Linked DNA regions of Mus musculus: regions 1, 2 and 3 are each linked to region 4. Evidence: chromatin contacts called from public promoter capture Hi-C data. All regions are on one chromosome and are shown on one strand. The core of a region is the stretch at or near the end of the contact, and the rest is flanking DNA. Distances in the headings are between cores, read along the strand shown. Region 1 has its middle 8.0 kb from the start of Gm34016. Region 2 has its middle 22 kb from the start of Six4. Region 3 overlaps Mnat1 (menage a trois 1). Region 4 overlaps Slc38a6 (solute carrier family 38, member 6).

Evidence for each region. Capture Hi-C pulls out chosen DNA fragments and counts their contacts.
Region 1: a promoter capture Hi-C map of adipose tissue shows a contact between it and region 4. The contact joins two enhancer-like sites. A contact is called at or near these places in 11 of 484 Hi-C or Micro-C datasets (3T3-L1-derived adipocytes, the C2C12 cell line, bone marrow-derived dendritic cells and 8 more), 4 of 115 datasets of contacts at active chromatin or transcription factors (craniofacial prominence, embryonic stem cells and fibro-adipogenic progenitors) and 2 of 9 other capture datasets (adipose tissue and liver).
Region 2: a promoter capture Hi-C map of liver shows a contact between it and region 4. The contact joins two enhancer-like sites. A contact is called at or near these places in 3 of 39 promoter capture datasets (embryonic stem cells, frontonasal cranial neural crest and second pharyngeal arch cranial neural crest), 2 of 115 datasets of contacts at active chromatin or transcription factors (craniofacial prominence and embryonic stem cells) and 1 of 9 other capture datasets (liver).
Region 3: a contact with region 4 is called in a promoter capture Hi-C map of adipose tissue. The contact joins two enhancer-like sites. A contact is called at or near these places in 1 of 15 datasets of contacts at CTCF or cohesin (the NIH/3T3 cell line), 1 of 484 Hi-C or Micro-C datasets (nephron progenitors) and 4 of 9 other capture datasets (adipose tissue, embryonic stem cells, liver and 1 more).

What each region holds. Positions count from the first base shown.
Region 1 is chr12:73,515,576-73,519,048 of GRCm38.p6, reverse strand. No RefSeq gene overlaps it. Among named protein-coding and RNA genes, the nearest start is that of Gm34016, 8.0 kb to the right of the region's middle. Within about 2 kb of position 1,563, at least 28 of the 459 cell types and tissues checked have an H3K27ac peak or open chromatin away from gene starts, as enhancers often do. A contact at or near this core is called in adipose tissue, where this site is marked.
Region 2 is chr12:73,089,564-73,093,038 of GRCm38.p6, reverse strand. No RefSeq gene overlaps it. Among named protein-coding and RNA genes, the nearest start is that of Six4, 22 kb to the left of the region's middle. Within about 2 kb of position 1,923, at least 12 of the 459 cell types and tissues checked have an H3K27ac peak or open chromatin away from gene starts, as enhancers often do. A contact at or near this core is called in liver, where this site is marked.
Region 3 is chr12:73,208,016-73,211,191 of GRCm38.p6, reverse strand. All of the region lies in intron 6 of Mnat1 (menage a trois 1), which reads right to left. Among named protein-coding and RNA genes, the nearest start is that of Gm23910, 64 kb to the right of the region's middle. Within about 2 kb of position 1,846, at least 44 of the 459 cell types and tissues checked have an H3K27ac peak or open chromatin away from gene starts, as enhancers often do. A contact at or near this core is called in adipose tissue, where this site is marked.
Region 4 is chr12:73,340,088-73,343,529 of GRCm38.p6, reverse strand. It overlaps Slc38a6 (solute carrier family 38, member 6), which reads right to left. Exons shown (of 16, transcript NM_001037717.3): 9 at 2,057-2,122; 10 at 1,770-1,823. Among named protein-coding and RNA genes, the nearest start is that of Slc38a6, 55 kb to the right of the region's middle. Within about 2 kb of position 1,404, at least 67 of the 459 cell types and tissues checked have an H3K27ac peak or open chromatin away from gene starts, as enhancers often do. A contact at or near this core is called in adipose tissue and liver, where this site is marked.

The sequences.
Region 1 (3,473 bases), core at 314-2,813, 180 kb before region 4:
CTTCCACAGACTCAACCTTAATGGTTCTTCTGTTCCTTTCCGAAACATTACCCAAGAGACCAAGCATGTCACTACCCGGGATCCTCGGGAAGTCCCTCAACCATGAGAGAAGTACAGAGTATTTCTCCCAGCACCGTCCAGGTGATGATACAGAGCTGGTGGGGTGAGGAAGCGGTGTTGCGCGGATATGTTAGAATGATAAACACAATGACCAAAAGCAGATTAGGAAGAGACCGGTCTACATCACAGTCCATCATCAGAGAAGCCTCGGCAGGAACTTAAAGGCAGGAACCTGGAGGCAGGAACAGGCACAGAGACCACAGAGGAGCACTGCTTACTGGCTTGTTCCTCCTGGCTTGCTCTCTTTTCTTTTACAACCCCGAACCACCTGCGCAAGGGTGGTACTGTCCACAGAGGTCTGGGTCCTTCCACATAAATCACCAATCATGAAAGCCCCAAAGGCTTGCCTATGGGCTAATCTGATAGGGGCATTTTCTCCGTCAAAGTCCCCTTTTCTCAGATGGCTAGCAGGGATGACCACCAGAGCACAGGGATGACCACCAACCAGAGCACAAGGGATGACCGCCAGTACCTGTCTCCACCAGCCAGGTTCCCTACGGATAGATAGCTGGCCATTCCCAGGATTTTCCAACCCCATCCTCTAGTAAATGTCGTATAGGCAGAGAAACCTTTAAAATGAACTTAAGTTTACTCATCCCCAAATTAAAGGCATGTCTACCAACGGCTCACCATTAATAATTCCCTCCCCCCAAATTCACACACGCTTTGGCAGCCTTCCAGCTTGTTTTTTTATGCAGTGGCATATCAAGATTTGAAAGGCAGAAATAATTTTTTTCAGGGAAAAGCTAATGGCTTCTTTGCCTGATTAGTTTGACCATTTTCTAGCCGCTCTTTTCAAAAGTATTCACAATGTTCTCCCCACAGCGAGCTAAGAATAAACATCCACATTCCTGGGCAATCAAGGAGGAAAGTTTGGCAAAGGGTGTGCCAATGTCTCTTTGAATGCGGTCGACCCCCACACTGACCTGAGTCAGATACAGTCAGATTCATCTTACCTCCAAGGAACTCTAACAGCGTGAGAGCCTGCCGCGGAACTCTAACAGCGTGAGAGCCTGCCGCGGAGCTCAGACTTGGCACAAGTGGGCCACACATTTTCCTGCTTGGGCTCGATCACCTTGGAGTTCCAGGAGGCAGGTAGATGGGAAAGAATCCATTAACTAATCAACAGCACTAGGCTGCCCTAGAACCTCTGTACACGGTGAGGCTCTCTGAAAAAAAAAAAAAAATCACTTACCAATAAGCTGTGGAAGTGGCGAACACGTAGCATATTTTGTTTCTACAAAGCTAAAAAGAGGTAAATTTACGCGTTTGATTTGAACTTCAAAGTAGTTTAGAAACAGAAATGAAAGTGTGTGTGTGTGTGTGTGTTTTCCCTCTGCCTCCACAAGCACCACACAAGCTTAGTCTTACTTTCTGGGTCAGTCTAGGGTGGTGCAAGTATGCCCCATTCTCCCAGCAGAGGTCGCTGTTGCCCACCATAATCTTCAAAGGCTCTTTTTTTTCCTTGTCCAGCTATTGCAGCGGCTTTAGACAGAGGCCACAGAGCCTTTAGAGATAGAGAAGAAAATAATCTATGGTTTGGGGAATAGGATCGCAATGTTGGGGAAATTGATACTTTAATAATGAGTCTGTGCCGAGTAGGCTTCAATCTGGATAAACTGGTCAGTGTTCCCTTTGTACAATGACAGCCTAGCTCCGTTCTCGTTAAACCTGCCCGGTCTTTCTCTCCTTTCTGAGTGTCACCGTCAACTGAGAAAATAGAGACAGGAAAGCCAAGCAGTGCATGCCGCCGCCCACCATCCATTCTCAACAGGATATTCATCACATTGTTGAGGGTGGCGTCTGTGACACAGCTAATCACCCAGTTGTGCTCCAAACTTGGGTGTCCCGGATGATTGTCTAACCTCAGTTGGGAGGTAGGCTTTAGTGGTAGCAGCTTCCTCCTTCAGGAGCTTAGCAAGTCCAATAGGTTGTAGGTTGTTCAGGTCTCTGCCTACATGCAATAGGTTCCCACCTCTACCCTCCGCATGGTATTCTGGGTAGCGGGCGGTCTGCCCTGACCAAGCGCTGATATGAGGCTGAGGAGACAGGTGTGGGATCTAACCCGGAGGGAGTTGACCGGCTGCACACTGAGCATGGCTGCATCCCCAGTGACATTAGAAATAAAACACTCCAGGGCTGGAAAGATGGCTCAATGGCTAAGACTCGAGCTTGATCCCCAGCACCCACAGAGCCTTTAACTCCAGCTCTAGGACGCCACCTTCTGGATCCTGTGGTCCACTAGCACATGCACACTGCGGACACGCACATAATTAAACATAAATAAGATAACTCAATTTTTTTATTTTTTTATTTCTATTTTTTTGGTTTTCCGAGACAGGGTTTCTCTGTATAGCCCTGGGTGTCCTGGAACTCACTCTGAAGACCTGGCTGGCCTTGAACTTAAAAATCCACCTGCCTCTGCCTCCCAAGTGCTGGAATTAAAAGCGTGCCCCATTACGTCTGGCAAGATAACTCAATTTTTGAACAAAGCATTTCTTTTTCGGTTTCTCTAGACCCATCCGGGGAGCCTGCCTTGGGCCCTGAGTTTCATTTCCAGCACTGAAAAATGTAGATAAAGTTGCCTTTGCTTGCTTTCTAACATGCTAGACAAAAGGAACAATAACAAAAAAAAAAAGCTTTGTTTTTCAGAACTGTTTAGGATTGAAGGATTGAAGGAAAAAGTAGGAAGCACAGAGGGTGTCTATATGCTCTCTGCACCCCGAAACCTGACCCATTTGTTACAACCTCCAAACCCACATAACTATCTGGCAAGGTCTATAGCTCACATTAGGGTTCCCTTTTTGTGCTTCACAGTCTGGACAAATGTATATGACCCGAGTCCCTCATTACTGTACTCCAGAGAACAGTTTCATTGCCCTAAAACCCTGTGCGCTCTGCTAGGTCATCCCCACTTCATCTCTAATCCCTGGCGACCACTGCTCACTGCCTCAGTGGTTTTGCTTTTCCCGAATGCCACAGAGTTAGAATTATACATCACGTGGCTTTCTCGGGCTGGCTTCCTTCCTTCTATCTTCCTGTATATCTGTTCATGGCTTGCTAGCCTGCACCTGTTTATTGTTGTTGTTATTATTATCATTATTATTATTATTATTATTATTATTATTATTATTATGTTATTATTTCATGGCTTGTATGTTTACTCACCTCCTGAAAGATATCTCAGTTGCTTCCCAATTGAGGAAATTATAAAGAGAGCTGCACCAGACATCTTCATGCGAGAGTGGGATTCAGTGGCTCACAACTGGTCAAAGAGCTGAGCAAAAACTGACCAGAGTTTTTGTTGCCCTAAAATCCTGTGTGCTCTGGCAATCCAGCCTTTCATCTCATTT
Region 2 (3,475 bases), core at 674-3,173, 250 kb after region 4:
GCCCAGGCTGGCTGAGGATGCCTCCCTCTTCTGAGTGATCTTCTAGGAGTGTGTACACACTACAACAGCCGGTTTTATTACGTGATAGGGACAGAGCCCAGGGCTTCGGGATTTCAATATGAGCATTTTACATCTTCAGGTCCTTTAAAATAATAATAATAAGAAGAAGATGGATGTAGACAATCATAGGCCAGGTGCTAGAACTGCCCAGAACCAGCTCCTTCCTTCTGCCCCTCCCTGAGTTGGAGTTAGTGTCAGCTGTGAGAGACAATTATGTTTTCTCCATAAGCCCGATGTCCCTGTTCCCAGCAGCTGCAAGGGTCACATATTCTAGTTTTACATAGACAAAGGAGGAATTGGATTGCAGCTGTAGAGGTGGTAGAATACTTGTGTATAGGAAGCCTTAAACTGAATAATCAAAAGTAACACATTACCCAATGAAAGAAAAGAAAGAGAAGTTTCCCCATTGTCTAAACAGGCTGGGAGTGTTCACTGTAACAACCTCAGAGAAATGTTTTCATTGGCCCATTTTACCTGTGCATTCATTCGTTCATTCATTTCCTGTGGTGCTGGGCACATCACTCGGGTCCTTTCTAAGTTTTATGCATTCTCATAGGTCCATTTGAGATCACACTCCAGTCAAGACCCAGTCATGGTGCACAAGTTAGGGATAATGTGATTGGCCAAGTTGGACAAAGTCATGGAACAGGATGCAGCTTTTTAAGAGAAGATGGCAGCACCCAGTGGACAGGTTGGGCAGAGGCATGAGAGTGGAAGGTACCTAGGAGATGGCTGCTTACCCATCAAATAGTAAATGCTAGGCTAGCAAGTAGCTCGACGGGTAAGAGTACTTGCTGACCAAGCATGAGAGCCCATCTACTGAGTTGCATGTGGAGAGATGGCTCAGTAGTTAAGAGTTTAAATTGTTCTTAGAGACAGAACCTGAATTTAAGTCCTAGCGTCCACATCAGACAGGCCACAGCTACCTGTATCTCCAACTCCAGAACATCTGATACCTATTTGAGCTTCTTAGGTACAAACACATAAATAGATAAATTACAAAAACACATAAAATTTGTTTTTTTTTTTTCGAGACAGGGTTTCTCTGTGTAGCCCTGGCTGTCCTGGAACTCTCTCTGTAGACCAGGCTGGCTTTAAACTCACAGAGATCTGCCTGCCTCTGCCTCCTGAGTGCTAGGACTAAAGGTATGTGCCACTTCGACCAGTTTATAATAAGAATTAAAAAAAAAAAAGTCAAGTGTGGTCACACCCTGAGTGCCTGTAAGTCTAGTGCTGGGAAGGGGGATGACTTATGCCAACAAGCTCCGGGTTCAGTGAGACCCTGTCTCAAGGAAGTAAGGAGGAGAGTGACAACCAAAGTGACAACCAAAGTTCTTCTCTGGCAAATGCCTGTGCACACAGGTGTACATACAGTATACAGAACAGCAACACACACACACACACACACACACACACACACACACACACACACACAGAGAACCAGAGTTTCCAGTGAAAGCATTTTAATTTTAACTGTGATGATGGTGGAGGTATTATGAAGTGAAAAACCCAGCACCTTGTCTTTCCTTCTGTCCCCGAATGGTAGCCCAGATTACATCCCCACAGACCATCTAGTTACCCAGCAAAAACACTCATAGTTACCTGCTGATTAGATCCTGGAATCGAGCTTGTTTACCCCAAACTGACCTGATAATAAAATACTGTTTTCTAACACCCAGAGCCAGCTAGCTGGTTTTGTCCAGTCTCCTTGCAGGCATAGACTTACTGATCTTATCCGAGGCCTAGCTGGTGGCTTGACTTTGAGATGGATTGTTTCCACGTTTCTCTGCCACTCTTGAGCTGGCAAAGTCTGCTTATTAACCTTTAACTCACAGTGCAAAATACCTCTGTTTGCTTTGGCCTAGCCTGATGGGTGACGAGTGCTGCCTGGGTTTGCCTTTTGTTGTTTGGTTAGCTAATTCCACTGTGTACCTTAGTCACATTTTGTATATACCACTAGACACCTTGATAATCACAATTCAAGCTTTGAAGAAAAGGAAGATTAGATAATGTGCCCTCCTTTCTTACGATTTAATTCATTACTTTCTGAGAAGGCGTGAGACTAGGCCCCAAGCCACAGTGGAGTAGACTTGTTACACGTTCCTAAGTGCAACAAGCCAGCTACTGTCACAGTATAAAAGTTAGGTTGTGCAATTATAGAAAGCTGGGGCTGGAAAAATGGCTCAGCAGATTAAAGCACTTGCCACCAAGCTTGGCGATTTGAGTTCAATCCTCAGAGCCCACAGGGTGGAGAGATGCTCCACTTTCATACTGTGGCACCCCCCCCCCCCACACACACACCCACACACATACAGACATAAAAGAAGTAAAGAGATTATTTTATGTGTATATATGTAATTACATATATGTGAGGAGGAAGGCCATCCGGTCTTCTTTGTTTTCAATTGTGGTAAAATAAATACAACATAAAATGTACTATTGTAACCTTTTTAGAAAATACAACTCACAGCTGGAGAGATAGTGTGACAGTTAAAAGACATTTGCTGTCCTTGCAGAGGACCTGGGTTCAATTCCCAGCATCCACATGATGACACACCACTATCCATAACTGCAGTTACAGAGAATCTGATGCCTTCATCTGACCTCAGTTGGCACCAGGCTTGTATATGACACACATACATAAATGCAAATGATACATTCATATACATAAAATAAATAAATCTAAACAAATGTGATGTTTAATCAGGCATGGTTCATACCTGTAGCCTAGGCATTCAGGAACCAGAGGCAAGAGGATTGCCACAAGTTTGAGACTAATCTAGACGCCATACTGAGTCCCAGGCCAATGTAGGCTGCAGTGTTAAGACCCTGGGTCTGGTCTGGAGAGATGGCTCAGAGATTAAAGCAGTTGTTGATCTTGCAAAGGACCCAGGTTCAATTTCCAGCACCACGTGGTGATTCATAACAATCTGTGATTCTTAGTTTCAGAGTACCCACTGCTCTTTTCTGACCTCCATTGGAATCAGGCTCACACATGGCACACACATGCACACACACACACACACACACACACACACACTCACTCAGGCAAAAGACAACACATTAATAAAAAAAAAAATCAATCTGGGTCTGGAGAGATGGCTTAAGAGCACTAGCTGCTCTTCCAGAGGACCCAGGTTTAATTCCCAGCACCCAGGTTCAATTCTTTGGCAGCTCACAACTGTCTGTAATGCTGGTTCCAGGAATTTAGCACTCTCAGACAGATAAACATACAGGCAAAACACCAATGCACAAAATAATAAATAAACCATTTTAAAACAAACAAACAGACAGACAAACCCCCTGTCTCAAAGAACAAACCAAACCAATGCACAGTTTTGGGGCTGGAAATATGTGGGAATATAGCTCAGAGCCAGAGCACATATTTGGTGTTTAGTATATATGTTTGTATGTG
Region 3 (3,176 bases), core at 597-3,096, 130 kb after region 4:
AACTTTTCACTCGCCGGGCAGTGGTGGCGCACACCTTTAATCCTAGCACTTGGGAGGCAGAGACAGGCGGATTTCTGAGTTCGAGGCCAGCCTGGTCTACAAAGTGAGTTCCAGGACAGCCAGGATTACAGAGAAACCCTGTCTCGAAAAACCAAAAAAAAAAAAAAAAAAAAAACAGAAAAAAAAAAAAGAACTTTTCACTCCCTGGGCACTGAGTCACCTTAATTCTAAGGCTACTTCCAGAGACAAGTCTGCAGAAAGCCGTTGAGAAAAATCAAATATGGTATTTCTGTACTGTTTCTATTCTGGTAAATATCCTAATAAATTAAACATGTGTGCATGTATGTATGCATATATGTGTTGGTATGGATTTTTAATGTTTTAAGAAGCAAGCAAGCTGAAAGACTATGCCTCGCACTGTGTATAAGCTACTTATTAGAGTCACATTTCTGTGGCAGTTCAGGTACTTTCAATTTATTTTAGGAACAAGCAGAGTAATTTCTGTACTTTGCTGTTCCGGTCACTCTGGGGTGATGTCAGCCTGTCATCACTGTAACAGCTGCACAGTAACAACTTCCTGCTAAACCATCATTTCATGGTAGCTGCAATTCATCCCCACCCCTGACAGCCACACAGAAATGACTTTCCCTCACTTTTCAAAATTTACAGTAACTGTCAAAGAACAAATGGAGGGCAGGGGTCTGAAGGCTAAAAGGGAACTATGTACTTACGTTGGTGTTGCCTCTAAAGTTGAATTAACTCAGGCAAACCATTGGAATTCTCTGAATCTCATTTTTGTTATCTATAATGAGGTGGGGGGGAGACTGGAACACCAGGGTAGCCTGCTAGGAATCCATGATGACTAAGCAGAAATAACCACTGCCTGTCCAAATATCATAAAAACAAACAAGATTGTCCTCCAATTGAATGTATGTCTGGTTTACATATTTAAAAAAAAAAAAACAAGCACTTATTTCTGTATTTCCCAAATCTCTACTATAATCAACAAACAAGGTAAATGTTTTAGAATGGGTAGAACATAACGTAAAAAAATGCTATTTTTTTAAGCATTCTAATTAATGATGACTTATTCCTAGAATCAGCCTTTATGGCCCTTTATCTTTTAAAACATATTAGCCAATAACTAAAATGTTTTGTTCTCAAACTACATTTGCAAAGTCCGAAAGGAGGTTCCAACCTGTATGCACTAAGGCAGCTCATCAGCAATGCTCGTTTTGATAATATGCTTCAATCTATCAAAGAATTCCTAATATCTAGCTGAGCTTACTCTTGTTCATCATTAGCAATCAAATGGTCCTAAGGAGCTATATTATACTATTTTGGCCAAGACAAGATTTTAATAATATTTCTCGTAAATTCGCTCTGAAATGCCATCACGATCTGTAGGGAACAATCTTTTTCATACAAATCCATTTGTAATGTTCACTCTCAAAACTCATCATTTAGTGTTCAACTACTACATAGAAAAATGTTCTTTAATAATATCTCAACTTTACTTCTAGGTATGTATTGGTATACCAATATAAACTACTGCAAAAAAATTTTCAGAATTAAAAAGTAACTTATTTAGGAGTGGAAGGTTAGGGGTGGCTACCTGTAGGCTGTGTATTCAGGGAAGAGTGGGAGGACCACAGTAAGCCTGAGCACTATGGAGGGCAGGGCTACATAGCCAGACCCAGTCTCAAGAGAGGGAGGGAAGAGAGATCCCATGGAATTTATTTGCTTTATCTTTGTTGTTTTAAGTTCATATTCTTTGGGCACTGACAAACAACACAGTGTTGAGAGAACTGTTTTTAATTCCTTCTCTGATGCTTGTCTTGCTGCTGGACTAGAATTTGTTGCCAAGAGGACATAGTGTCCAGCAAATCACGTCTGTTTCTATAAAAAGACCAGAAAAGAAAAACATCAAGGGAGACTATCTGGTGAGACAAAAACCTCTTTCCTTAAAAAGACTGTGCTAATTTTTTTTTAAAATACAGTATTTGCCAGAAATTTCAAAATGAGCTTTTTAGGCATACAACATCTTAGCTGATTTGCTGTTATTCCCTATAAGAGTAATTTTCAAGAAGACATTGTTATTGTGACACCAGAAGTGAACTCACAGTTGGCCAGTGATGGTGACAACTTGTACAGATAGCCATTGTGACTGCAATAAAATATAAAATTGGTTCATACAAAGTTACCTAAATGTATCTTTCCTCTGTAGGCAAAACAAAAAACAACAAACAAACAAACATATTTCAGTAAAAACATAGTAAGAAGGTATAAACCCTGTGTCATACATACTCCATGTCTGATGCAGCGCTTGGTACATTAGGAAGGTTGCTTTCAAGAATGCACAGGTTTTTTAACAGCCCTTTCAATCCTCTACCTCACCCACCCAAATAATGTATGACAGATCTCTTAGTTCTATTTAAGGGCTTTTGGGGATTTTTTTAAGGTGTTTTTCTCTCCCCTCACCCCCAGTTGGTTAGGTGGTTTTGGTTTTGGGTTTCTCTGTGTAACCCTGAACGTCCTGGAATTTGTTCTGTAGACCAGGCTGGCCTCGAACTCACAGAGCTTTACCTGTCTCTTACCTCTGCCCCTCAAGTGATAGGATTAACGGTGTGCACCACCACTGCCCAGCAAGATTTTTTTTTATTGTGCATTATGTGTATGTCTGGAGGTTATGGAGGCCAGCAAATAGTACTAGCTTATCTAGAACTGGAATATATAAATAAAATCTCTTTATGTTTTTTGACATGGTGTCTCTGTGTACCCTTGGCTGTCCTAGAACTCATTCTGTAGACCAGGCTAGCCTCAAACTCAGAGATCTGCCTGCCTCTGCCTCCTAAGTGCTGGGATTAAAGGAGTTTGTAACAAGTCACCATGCAGGTGCTGGGAACTGAACCCAGGTCCTTTGTACAAGCAGCTAGTGCTCTTTACTGCTGAGCCATCACTCTAGACCTCTACCCAGGTTTTAAACCCTTCACTGCCAAAGATACTAAGCATGTATCTATCACAGAAAAATAATTTATTCATCAAATATTTGGCACATGGTAGACACTGTGAAGCTATAATATAGCATGAATCACCTGAATTAACCCTACTTTCAAATATTTATAAACATGTACAAATTAATGTGCCACAATATGGACTTATAGCCATTAATTATA
Region 4 (3,442 bases), core at 155-2,654:
GCCGAAGACACTCATACAGCTGAGCCATTGCCAGCACAACAATAAAGCTCTTTCTAAAAAACAACTTAGTCAAATCTGTGCCATCTTTTGTGAATGATCTCTTCATACGACAGACAGAAAGAGAGAGAGAGAGAGAGAGAGAGAGAGAGAGAGAGAGGGGAGAGAGGAGAGAAGAGGATCTGCAGTGGCCAGCAACTACTATAGCTTAGGTGGCTTGCCGATTCTAACCACATTTTCTGGCTGGCCTCTCAAATCATGTTGCTTTATTACAATGATCACTTTCTACATTATTTGGATAAGATAAAACTAATTTAGGTAATATATAAAGAGCTACATTTAAAATAATTTTTATTATAATTCCAGTTGTTCTTAAGGTATGCACGATTTAAATACATCTCATTACCCAAGCAGCAATAGTGCTAATGCTTTCAAATCTGCTTTTAGTTACTCGATCCAAGTAAGTACTCCAAATAGAAGCCACATCTTTGTACTGCCAGAATCCATGACCAAGATCTTTCTTAATGAGCACCAAGATCATTAATTCTAGACCTGAAAAACTCCTTAGGATCTCATGTAATACATAAGCCTAAGGTTTCTTTAAAAATTATTATTAGAATACTTAACAAGAGCCAGAGAAAACTAGCAAGCCAAACGTTATTACCTCTACATTAAAGAACTGTCTTTAACAAATGGATGGTAATGATTTATTTTCTCTTTTCTGGTCTAAAAATATTTCTCCTGAGCTAGTGTTGGGCTCTTCACCAAAAGAAGTTCCAGATGAAGGCCTACTTTGGAATATCGTACCTAGGACGTTGTGTTTCTTGAAGCTGTATTAGGGGAATGAGAGCTTAAGACACGTTCTCTGTTTCATAAGCTGCTCAGTTTCCTGGCCTGTCAACTCCCCTGCCCTGATCTAAGGCCCACGGAGGTCTCCGCCGTGTGAGAGATGTGGTGACCTCCTCACAAGGCTTGGGAAGACGCTTCTTGTTATAAACTGGAGATAAAAGGGAAAGTTTTGCACGGAGAACAACCCACATTAACATTCTATACTAACAAAGCTGTGCAGCGAGGAGAGGAGAGTCTGGTGTCTGGGGCCTGCAAAACCACATTTCAGCAGAAAAACAAAGTCGAGAGGAAGAGACTCCCAGAAACAGGAAGGCTCCGCCTTTTCCGTGAGAGCAAAGCCGGAGCCCCTGTTTGCCTGCTTGTGCTCAGGGATTCTTCCAGGCACTTTCCGGAGCCTACAGCTCTCTTAAGAGTGGGCATGGGACTTGGGTTTCTGGTCTCTGCTGTGAACATCATAAATTTCCCTGGAGTTCTGCTCAGAAGGTACTGGCAGTACTCAAATGCTGGCCCATTGATGAGGCTGTTTAACTAGAGACCAAAGTCCTACTCACCAGGGAGGAGTTTTTGATGTAATTGGCGATTTAGCTTTACAAGTCCAGAGCGCAACAGGAAAGCCATATCCACAGAGGACCTTACTGGCCAGACCAGACATTTGGTAAATCTGTTCTTTTAGGCAAAGGCCCATTTAAAACAGGCTCCATTTAAAAGCATGCCAAAAGAAAGAAAAGAAAAAGGTGGCTGTTTCATAATGGGCCACCCTGTGTTAAATAATATTATTCTTCTGGTAGGCAATCCTATACTTAGCACTTTCATGAAAATTAATTAGTTACAGGTACAAAGACCTAAGAGACCCTGTAACACAAATCTCTTAAAACTTGAAATGTGAAAAATCAACCAAAAGTATCTGTTAATAACTTACACACCTCTTTGGAGAAATGAAAGAGCTTTGGTTTACAGTCATCTGTTGCGTTTGAAATCTGTTTAAGAGTATTGAGGGGAAAAGAAAAACCAATAGGTATTAAAAGTCAGAATACATCAACAAATATGATGAATTTATTACTACTAGAATTTCAAATCAAATTACTTCAAAGAAAAGGTCTAAACTGTTACGTAACTATTACCTTTCACCAACTAGGAAAATAATCATTTATCTTCAATTTCTTTTTTTTAGTTGAAAGGTTAAAAATAAAAAAAAGCTAAAAATTATTACCTGAAAGACTTCATTGATGCAATCTAAGGTCACAGGACAAGGAACGGCCCATTTTTTAATTACTACCTGTAAAAGTAAATGCAACCAGCACTTAGATGATCTGTAGTGAAATTCATCACAAGTTGATGCTTTCAATAAAGCCAAACAGAAGTTTCCTTGATGCTCCGATTTTCCCAGAGAGAATGGGGTCACCCTTTAACATGGTCACTGGGCGGAGGGGAGGGCCCAGCATGACAGGAGTGCTTTACATCTGATCAGTGGGGAATCCTGCTCATCAAAGACTCTTGTGTCAATTTTCAAAACTCCAGCAGTACACTGGTTCTGTTTTTAAAGTGCAACTCAAAGAGGAAGCACACTTTCAATAATAACTGCAAAGATTATCTATTATCGTCAGTGGCAGACAGAGCAGAAGAGAGGCAGAAGTGGGGGGAGACTTTAATTCTCAGTGTGCTTGTTGGTACTCCTGATGAACACACACTTTCACCTCTTCAGGTTTTCACGTTCGTGCTATTGGTGAGTGTGGAGAAAGCTGGCCAGAATCGGGTGCAGAGCTAGGGAACTCCAGCTGGAGGGATGCTGTTTCCCAGGACCATCAACGGGCATGCTTCAGGATTTGACTCTTAATTGTGGCCGTCCTGTTCCTGCAGCCCCAGTTGTGGCTGTGTCAACACTGCCATTGTAGCCCTGTTGCAGGCACATAATTACTCTGCAAATGTTTGCTCCAGGCTAAATCCCAGCATACAAAGGGGCAGAGGAAGAAAGGAAGCTTTTGTCTTTGCGGAGACAAGTAAGTAAATACTATTCCTATTTGGAACTTATCTAGTTTGGGACTTTAACAAATTCAATCAAAATTTTATACAGTGATAAATCTAAAGAAAACACACACTTTTAGGATTAAGTTAATGAGAGAACCCAAGAGTCACTTTTAATTTAAAATCTAACCCCCAAGGGGGTGGGGGTGTCTAAGGGACAAACTGGGTATTTCCAGGTAAGTTTTCAAAATAAAACCAACTCCAACCATCAATTTATCAAGAGACAAGAACAAAACAAGAACCAAGAATCTCATTATCTTTTCTTTTCCTGAAAAGTTGGGTTTTTTTTTGTTTGTTTGTTTGGTTTGGTTTTATTTAGGTTTTGTTTTGTTTTAAAAGAGAGATGGAGTGTGGGGTGAGAATGAAGGTAGCTGGAAAAGCAGGGTTCAGCCCTACTGATGCCACTGCAAATTCAATGTCTCCTGTTTTCCTCTTACTGGGTGGGTGGAGGGGGGGGGGAGAGCAGCCTCTGACAGCAACAGAGCCTCCTGGCTTCCTGAGACTGCTGAGTACCAGTCCTTGAATGCCAAGTCAAAATCCTTCAAGATACAATATAGCCTATTTCATTGATTAG